Linked DNA regions of Mus musculus: region 2 is linked to region 1. A link is a contact called in public HiChIP or PLAC-seq data. All regions are on one chromosome and are shown on one strand. Each heading gives the region's core, a stretch centred on a gene start, on an enhancer-like site or on the middle of the called end of the contact. The rest is flanking DNA. Distances are from core to core; before and after follow the strand shown. Region 1 holds the start of Trub1 (TruB pseudouridine (psi) synthase family member 1). Region 2 overlaps Atrnl1 (attractin like 1).

Region 1 (4,713 bases), core at 928-3,427:
AAAACAACAAACAAACAAATACCCCATCACAATGATTCCTTTTGATGCAAGTCCTCAGTTCAATGTCCCCTAAAATCCGATGCGCTAGTGTCATTAACGCTGTAATAAAATACCCTCAAAAGGTAACTCACGAGAGTCTATTTTAGCTCAGAATTCCAGCTTACTCTCTACCACATCCACAGTCAGGATGAGATGAGAACGAAGGCTCACACACTTGTGTCCAGCTCCAGTTCTCACACAGTTCAAATGCCCTGTCTAGGGGAGGGTGCCACCCACAGCAGGCCGCGTCTTCCTCTCTCAATGAGCTTAATTAAAACAATCCCTCACAGACATGGCCACAAGCCAACCCAATATAGATGTTCCCTATCCCTTACTGAAACTGGGAATTCTAGATGATATTGGGGTGGCAATCAAAGTTAGCCACCACACTTAACGATGAGCACAAATGAGCAAGTATAACACCATTGTTTAGCATCCGGAAGAATGTGTGTATCTGTTCAATAAACATTTAAATTAGCAAAGTTTTTATCAGAATAGTTTGGCTCCTGGCTAAAAGAGAAAATTTAAATCAGAATGGAGGTGCCCATCTGTAAGTCTCACATTCAGGAGCTCAGGCAGGAGGATCACTGAGTTGAGCTCAAGGCAAACCTATCTCAAAACAAACAAACAAAACTAGATTAAGTCTTCCAGGTGACACTGAGCACTGTGAGAGGTTTCTCTGTACCTGTAACAAGACAAGCTAAGCTGAAGCTCTGGAGAATCTGGAACTGCAGAGATCACAAGACTGTAAGCCGACTTAAGGGAAGAGGCGGCCACTGTTCATCCTATGTCCCTATAGGATTCCACAGATGCAGCTTAACATGAGAATCCAGTAAAAGAAAGGCTCCGTGGGGACTGTTCACAGGGTAAAGTGCTCGCCAAGCAATAGTGAGGACCAGAGCTTGGATCTCCAGCACCCCTATAAACACGAGGGTGACACTGAATGCTACCCTGATTCCTAGCCAGTTGTCCCTAAAACAAGCTGAGTAGGCAGACTTGCCTAATTGGCAGGATCTAGGTTCAAGTGAGGTACTCTGGCTCAATACACAAGATGGAAAGCCATGTCTGAAGATGGCCAACATCACCTCTCACCTACAAACACACACTCACACTGCATACACATTCACACGCAAAACAAAACTAAAGGGTTTTGGCTTTTTAATGCTCCTGTTATAAATGATCAAGAGGAAGAATGGTTAGAAAAATGGCCATCTTCTATTTTAATGTTCCTCAAAAAATACTACATTAAAAAAAGAAGAAGAAAGAAAGCACAATCTGAAGCAATAGAGCACAATTTCCAAAATAATCCCAGATCTTCAGACTTTCAGGGTCTGCAAGTGTGGGGATCAGGAACCTGCATTTGTATAGAAGACGAATCACCGTGCCCACTAAAAGGTGAAAGTGGTGTCCTTTCTAAATCCTAGCTAACTCAGCCTATGTGCTTTTCAAATAAACTTTTAAGTTTGCAACTTAGGGGTAGAGAGCCTGCATTTCCTCTGGTGGTACTCATTCGCAAGAGTTAAACAAAAACCCTGGGAGGGATCAAACTACAGAAAACTGGGCTGCAGCCACCAGGGTGAAAACCTGTATATGCAGACTGGTCCCCCAACTCTACACGTACTTCCCGTGAGAAGCTCAAAGGGCCACTGTTGAAAGAGTGTGCACTTGGGTAAGTCCAAGCCTAAGATGCCCTGGGTTTTCGTCCAGAGTTAATTCGGTGGTCACTCTTTCTATCTTGAGCCACAGACGCACAAAGTAAGTCAGTAAGTAAAAGAAGAAAGACTAGAGATAAAAATCCCAGTGTGGTGGAGAACTCCTCAGCCTGGTCCCTACCCGGGCGGCAGTACCTGCCAGCAGCTTCTCCTTCAGCCGGTTCAGCAGCTCGGCTGAAGTGGGCCCTTTGGGCTTGTGCACGGCGAACACGCCGCTCAGCGACATGAGCTTAGCAGCCAGGGCGGCCTTGGAGGCCGGGGCTTGCGATTCAGTCCTGGCCGCTTCCGCCACCGATGCTGCTACAGAGGCCTCGGCTGTTCCTGAAGTGTCAGGAGCTGTGTCCACAATCAGAGGTGAAACCACCTCTGCCTCTGCAGCTGCCATGCTTTCACGGCCTGGGCCAAGAGGCGAGCAGAGATGACACCGATGTGTTGCAAGGCCTTCTGGGAATTGTAGTCCATAGGCTCGGTATAGGCCAATGGCTTGCTCTGGCATCTCGGAGTTCTGCTGGAACCTTTAATATCTCTGTTACCAAATGCTCTTAGTCGTGAAGAGGTACATTGGAGTTGCCGCTGTAAACTATCCAACGCAAACACCTAATTTGTGTATTTGAGGTAGAGTCACTTCCTTTCTGTACCGCCCCCCCATAACCTGCATGTGTGTGTGTGTGTGTGTGTGTGTGTATGAATTTTGAATTTTTGACTGCAGTTTTTGACAGTTCTAAAAAAAATGTTAATGTTCTTTTGGAGTTTCTATTCCTTTATAGGAATCAAAAACTATATATGGTTGATCCATTCGTGGTGGTGCATGAAGGGCTCTCTAACAGGCATGGCAAACATGGCACCAACAGGCTTTACTCTTCTTCCCCTTTTCCTTCTCCCCTGCTAAACTGTAGGTTACATTCCTAAAGCTAGCCCCAAGGTCCATTCAGTTATTTGGCCACTGTCTCATTCCTGAGACAAAACATCAAGGACCAACAATCAAAATTCATTGTTTGACTAATGTGTCCGATCAGGATTTACCAACTCACTCTAGCATAAATTCCCCCTAGCCCCCTACAGTGAATGCCTTTAATCCCAGCATTTAGAAGTCAGAGGCAGGTGGATTTCTGTGAGTTCCGGGCCACCCAGGGTAACATACTGAGACCTTATCTCAACAAACAAACAAGTAAAACCCAAAACAACAAAAACGCCTATGGTTTAAATTAATATTTAAACTCTTTGCAGACCTCGCATTAGGCTGTCCCTCTAAGAGAGGAAAAAAAAATCCTTTTACTTCTTCCCCAAATGCATTAAATGGAAGTGTGGTTATTATGGGATAGCCACTTTGTCTTCTTTGTTTCCCCACATTGCCTTACAGCCATTCTTTCTCATAGTGCTCTGCCAGGCTAACATTCTTCCCTAATGATGCCTCATTGCCTAATGATCCCAGTCAGGGGATGCCAGTTACACGTCTACCATTCACGCAACAAATGTATGTCAGAGGAATCATTACAGATAGAGTATTCTGGGCATTAGAAAAATCAAGCTCTAATTTCCTAAAGTAGCCAACATCTTACACATTGGACAAGCCTTTAACTCACAGGTCATTTTATTTAATATTATATTTCAGACTGACTAAGACAGTCTGCCATCTCTCCTTCCCTCTCCCCCACCCCCACCATATCTCTTTTCTGCTACCCTCTAATCTATGTTCTCTGTTCTCTAACTGTGTGGTGATTTGGATAGGAATGGTCCCCACAGCCTCATAGATTTGAATGCTTTTTCATTAAGGGAGTGGTGCTACTTGACAAAGATTAGGAGCTATGGCCTTGTTGGACTAAGTGTGTCACTGGGGTGGGTTTGGAGGGGTTTCAAATGCTCAAGCCAGTCTCCTAGTCTTTCTCCCTCCTCTCCCTCTTCCCCTCCCCCTCTCCTCCTCTTCCCCTCTTCCTCTTCCTCTCCCCCTCTCCCTCCCTCTCCCTCTCTCCCCTCCTCCTCTTCCCCTCTCCCTCATCTCTCTCCTCTCCTCTCCTCTCCTCTCCTCTCCTCTCCTCTCCTCTCCCTTTCCCTCACTCTCCCTCTCCCCCTCCCCCTCTTCTCCTCTTCTCCTCTTCTCCTCTCCTCTCCTCTCCTCTCCTCTCCTCTCCCTTTCCCTCACTCTCCCCCTCACTCTCTCCCTCACTCTCTCCCTCACTTCCTCCCTCCCTCCCGCCTGCTAATCTGGATGTAGACTCTCAGCTCTTTCTCCAGCACCATATCTGCCTGCATGCAGCTATACTTCCCACCATGATGATAATGGACTAAACCTCTGAACTGTAAACTAGCCCCAATGAAATGTTTTCTTTACAAGAGTTGCTGTGGTCATGGTATCTCTTCAGAGCAACAAAGCACTGATTAAGACAGTCTGCTTCTAATAAAGCATTTCACATTGTTGGCTTAAACTTTCTATTTTGACCCAGTCTCCAAAACCCTCTGGATGAAGTGACCCACTTGTAGAACATAGCACCTCCTTTCCCTCTCTCTTGACAACACTTTCCTATCTCCATGGAAGCTCATGTTCCTGCTTAATTTTTTTCCATGGCACCGCCTCAACTGACATATTACATACTTTACTAATTTTGTTAATGTCTGACCTCCTTTGTTACAATATAAGCTTCATGAGTACAAGAATCCTTTGTTAATTTCAGCCTCCAGGGCCTGGGATAGCATCAGATACAGTGCTCGATCAACGTTTTGAACACAAATGTATCTGACAGCTCCCATAGAAACCTCTGCAAAGGGAGAGTAGGGACAATCTCCCTGAGAGTGGAAGTCTAGCATGTAAAAAAATAGATATGTGTTACAAATGTAGCTTGCCATACATGTGTTCAAATGCCTTTATCTCTTTTAACATGTGTGGAGCTTAGGGGAAAAAAAAACTACCTGTGTCATCTAAGAAGGCTCTTTCTACTGGATGTGGTGACACACTTTTAATCCCTGT
Region 2 (4,713 bases), core at 1,489-3,988, 220 kb before region 1:
CACCTGTGCTTGCTCATGGGCACCTGTGCTCACGTGCACTTGTGGTCACACTCACATGCACACACATACTTAAAAATAAATCCTCTGAAATGTGTTTTTCAGGAACAGTAAATTTTACATAAAGTGCTATAAACATATGCTCAGAATTATAAATTTCTCTAAATACACCAATAAATGAAGATGAAGAGTAATATAAATTAATACTTTGTGGCAATTATGATTAAAAACATAAACACAGTAAACATTTATAAAATTGTTAGTTTGTATCTAGTCTCTAAAATCATGTTTTTAAAAATATCATCTAAGGGTTCCACAGTCTCTCCAGGAAAAGAACCTTAATTAATACAAAATAGTTTTAAGGTCTCAGAAAATCTGTGATCTCATAAAACTCTACGAAGAGCAACATTATACACTTACTCAAGAATGTCTGCTAAGCTTGGGTTAGGAATGTCAACACTGATTCTGACCAGGTGGCATAGGCCTGTGATGCCAGAGACTTAGGAGTCTAAGACAGCAGAACAGGGGTGTGGCTAAGAACAGAAAGCTCAGCCACAGGGTACCTGCCTTGCTTGCACAAGGTCACAGTTGAGGCCCCTCTTCCAGGGTAAGGAGAAAAGGAAACAAGCAACAATAGTGTATTAAATCAGGCGTGTTACTATGTCTTCCCAGTGTCTCCTCACCACTGTAGGACACCAGTACGGAAGGAAGGACAGATCTCCAACTCCAAGGGGTGGAGCCGGGGAAACAAAGTGCTTCATCTCTTGGTTCCTACTTCAGGTCAACCATATGTTGCTGAGAGTATCAGGCCACCACAAATCTCACGCTCCCATTCTTACCTAAGTTCTATTCCACGAAAAACTCAGAGAAGTCTGGGTGATTTTCCATACTCAGCCCTCAGCAGAGGTGGGAGTTATCAACCTCGCTTATGAGGTTAAAGTGGAGCCAAAGAATGTTGATCCTGCCTTAATAAGGCATAAGTTCTATATCAGAGAGTCAAGCTTAAAAGATACCAGCCTCCTACCACAAGTACTCTATGTATAAAGCAACGGTACCACACCAAGGGGAATCAGGTCACTGAGCCCATGCACCTACAATACAAGCTCTCCAGGAGGGAGAAAGGCAGACAAACAGAGGTCTCTAAAGCTCTCCCCAGGGAACTGAGTGTGTGTGTGTGTGTGTGTGTGTGTGTGTGTGTGTGTATGTATAGTTACTATATGTATATACATAGTAAGATATTTTATATAGTAATATATAAATACACATATGTATCAGTATAAAAATAAAATGTATACTTCATATAATATTCTATGTAAGATTTATGAAAAAGACTATAAAATTCTGAGTTTAGAAAAGATCAAGCACTTGGGGGGGGAGGGGCAGAGGAACGTGAATCTCTTGAGTTTGAGGCCAACCTGATCTACATAGCAAACTCCAGGTAGCATATTTAAACCCTATCTCAAAACAAATAAATGTAAACAAATAAATAAATAAAAACAAAAGTCTCTAAATGAATGGAGAGATACTACATGCACACGAATGTAAAGATTAATACAATCAACTGTCAGCTCTTACGCTGATCTGGCGATACAAGTTATTGTCAATCAAAATCCCAGTAAATTATGGAGAGTAAGATTTACATGGGTAGGTAAAGGCTTAAGTTAGACAAAGTCAGGGCTGAAGAGACCTCTTAGCCGTTAAGAACACTTAGTGCCTTGCAGAAGATCCAGGCTTAGGTCCCAGTATCCATATGGTGGCTCACACTGTTTATAACTCCAGTTCCAGGGTATCGGATGCCTCTTCTGGCCTCCGTGGACACGTGTGCAAATGTTGTGCACAGGCACAGATCCAGGCACTCTAACTTTAACAAAATAAATACTTAAGAATGTAAAATTAATATTTAAGAAAAATACTGAATCAAGTTAAAGGACTGACTGCTCCCGTCCTCTGCGTTTACTATGATCTACAGTAGCCGAAGCAGTCTGTTACTGAAACAAGGACAAGTAAGTAAGAGAGTGGACTAGAGAGCCCGGAGACAGACCAACCCAAGTATACCCAACTGACATTTAACAAGAAGCAAAACTTGCTCCATGACGATAAGATAGCATACCCAAGAAACACCACTGCAATAACTAAAAGTCGTAAACAATAGAGAAAGAATTTAGACCCATACTGAAGACTCGCTGTAAAATACATTCACAGTAAAGAGCGCGCCCTGCCAATGTGGAGACGAGACTTCAGACTCCAGAACCCATATAAAAGCCTGTGGGAGAGCCCACCCGTCACTGTGATGCAGAGGCAGAGACAGGGCATTCTAGAATAAGCTAGCTAAAATGGTCAAAACGGCGAGCTCCAGGTTCAGCAACAGATCGTGTTTCGAAATATTCTGTGGTGCACAAAAGAGGGTTACAACTCATGAAGTAAGTCAACCTCAGACCTCCACATTGCAGCCATAAACACACGCACGTATACATACACACGTGTGCACCCACACACACATGAACACGCATGCAGGCACGTATGCATACCACATAAATATTCGTTACACTGATGAAAAAAATTAATGTAGAATAAATAGTAAACATGTTGGGGGTTGGTTCTAATGCTGTTTGTGTTCATTCGGCTCCCAAAATCACACGAGAATCTGCGGGTTCAGATGCTGGGGGTCCCTGCCCCCAGTTGGCTCTCATTGGTGAATCAAGTTACTGGCAGCCAATGGCTGGGTAGGGAGTCGGAGGCGGGATTTTAGGATTCCTGGGAAAGGATAGAGAAGGAGGAAGAGGAGATTCCGCCACGAGGATGACATAGGAGATGGACCACACAGGAAAAGGTGCAGGAGGGAGCGCCCACCGACAGGTAGGTGAAGGGGAAAACAGCCCCAGGAGGGCTCCCCAGCAAGGTCCGGGGCAGCAAAGATAAAATATAGATTTTAGAAAGTGATAACTCAGGAATATCGGAAGGGAGTGTGTGTTAGTCACATGGAGATAGGAAGTGTCCCAGCCATTGCGCTGCTTAGGGTATATTAAAAATAAGCCGGTGTGTGTGTGTGTGTGTGTGTGTGTGTGTGTGTGTGTGTGTGTGTTTCATTCGGGGACTCCAGAGCATTGGGCAGCAGCGAGAAGCGCAGCTGCAGGCGGGAGTCCAGAGCAGATTAACAATTTACTGCTACATAAACACACAGGCAGAATATGATAAACACCTAGAGGATAACATGGGAGAAAATCCAGGAGGTGAGGTTGATGATGAATTCTTTAGAAGTACCAAAAAGCACAAACCGTGAAAACTAACTGCTGAGGCCTTAATTTCTATTTTTGTTTTATGAAAGATAATTCTAATGATGAGGTCTTGGTTAATTTAGATAATGCTCAAAGAATAAAAGTGCAAGCCAAGAACTGTCATAAGAAATTTTGTAACAAAATACCATCACATAAAAACAGTGCAACAAAAAAAAAAAACCCCAAAAGAATGGTTTCCAAATCATACAAAGAAATGGAACCCAAAAGAAGTGTACTGCCCCATATGTAAATAAAGACAGAGGTGTCAAATACATGTCTAAAAGTTCCGCGATCACTGTGTGTTCTCAGAAGTGCACGTGAAAATAACAGGGAGGGCTTCAGTACAGCCTATTGAAGTGGCTAAATAGTGCGCTGAAAAGCTTTGTCCACTCAAACACACGACGCCATTTGCAGGGAAGTGGGTGGAGCTTAGCTTTCAGTTAAGCTGCTTAACTGTCTAGTTCTTCATCTATGGGTGAACCCCTGAAAGGTTTCTCATCCACACTGCACATCAACGGGAATGATGTCACCACGCAGATCTTGTTCATACTTTCTAGATTTCATGGGTACAACTTCCCTCACCTGTACAGATGTCACGGTCTCACAGCAGACCTCCTGGTCCCCTGGCTGTTAATCCTTCTGCCCCAGTTCTCTGAGCCTTAGGTGTACGGGTTGTGTTGTGATGTATCAGTTGGGGCTGGGCACCGCACTGAGCATAATGTCAGACAGACAGCTGTTACATGCTCTCACGTGTGAAATTTAAAAGTTATGTGAAAGTAAAGGTGCATGAAAGAGAGGGGAGAGTGTGATGGAGGGAGAGACAGTAAACAGGGCCGGAGCACAGGGAAAGCCACAATGAGACCATTACTCTGTAATACATCTAACTTTTAAAAGGTATTGCATTGTAAGAATAATAGTGTTATAATTAATGATTTAATGAGTAATATATCAATTTCATAGATCAGTTCTTTAAAATACTTATAAAAACCGAATCATGTAATAATCACTGAATAATCTGAATATCCTTATAACCACTTTGAAATAAATTCCATTGTTAAAATTCTATACATCAAAAGTCACCTTTAGTTCTCTTAAAGGCTATAGTTACAAACTACTGTTGAAAAAAAATAAGTTTGGTCTTAAAAATGTGGTTTTAAAAGCATTAAAAGAATACACCCCCCAAATAATGCATCTAATATAGCCTTCACACCAAATAATTAACATGAAAAATCCAAGAAGCATGATCCTATTTCATGTTCAGAAAGATTTTAGTTCCTTATCAAAATATTAGCTAAGCAGAAATCAATAGTAATATTTGACTAAAGTTGATTTGAGTTACTAAATCATGATAATAGCCAAATTACTTTGAGAAAAATGTTATTATCAGATAATGAACTCTCAAAAGGGTTTTGGTACAGGCTGGCACCAAACCAAGAAAATA

What was found. HiChIP or PLAC-seq counts read pairs in DNA pulled down with a chosen protein or histone mark.
Region 2: a contact with region 1 is called in an H3K27ac HiChIP or PLAC-seq map of embryonic stem cells, with 3 times the contacts expected there. The contact joins the enhancer-like site here to the promoter of Trub1 in region 1. A contact is called at or near these places in 7 of 39 promoter capture datasets (the C10 cell line, cranial neural crest, embryonic stem cells and 3 more), 1 of 484 Hi-C or Micro-C datasets (bone marrow-derived macrophages), 3 of 115 datasets of contacts at active chromatin or transcription factors (bone marrow-derived macrophages, embryonic stem cells and stem cell-derived neural progenitor cells) and 2 of 9 other capture datasets (adipose tissue and liver).

What each region holds. Positions count from the first base shown.
Region 1 is chr19:57,450,370-57,455,082 of GRCm38.p6, reverse strand. Trub1 (TruB pseudouridine (psi) synthase family member 1) reads right to left here and starts at 2,177. Exons shown (of 8, transcript NM_028115.3): 1 at 1,887-2,177. The coding sequence starts at 2,136.
Region 2 is chr19:57,666,171-57,670,883 of GRCm38.p6, reverse strand. All of the region lies in intron 9 of Atrnl1 (attractin like 1), which reads right to left. Among named protein-coding and RNA genes, the nearest start is that of Atrnl1, 57 kb to the right of the region's middle. Within about 2 kb of position 2,738, at least 14 of the 459 cell types and tissues checked have an H3K27ac peak or open chromatin away from gene starts, as enhancers often do. A contact at or near this core is called in embryonic stem cells, where this site is marked.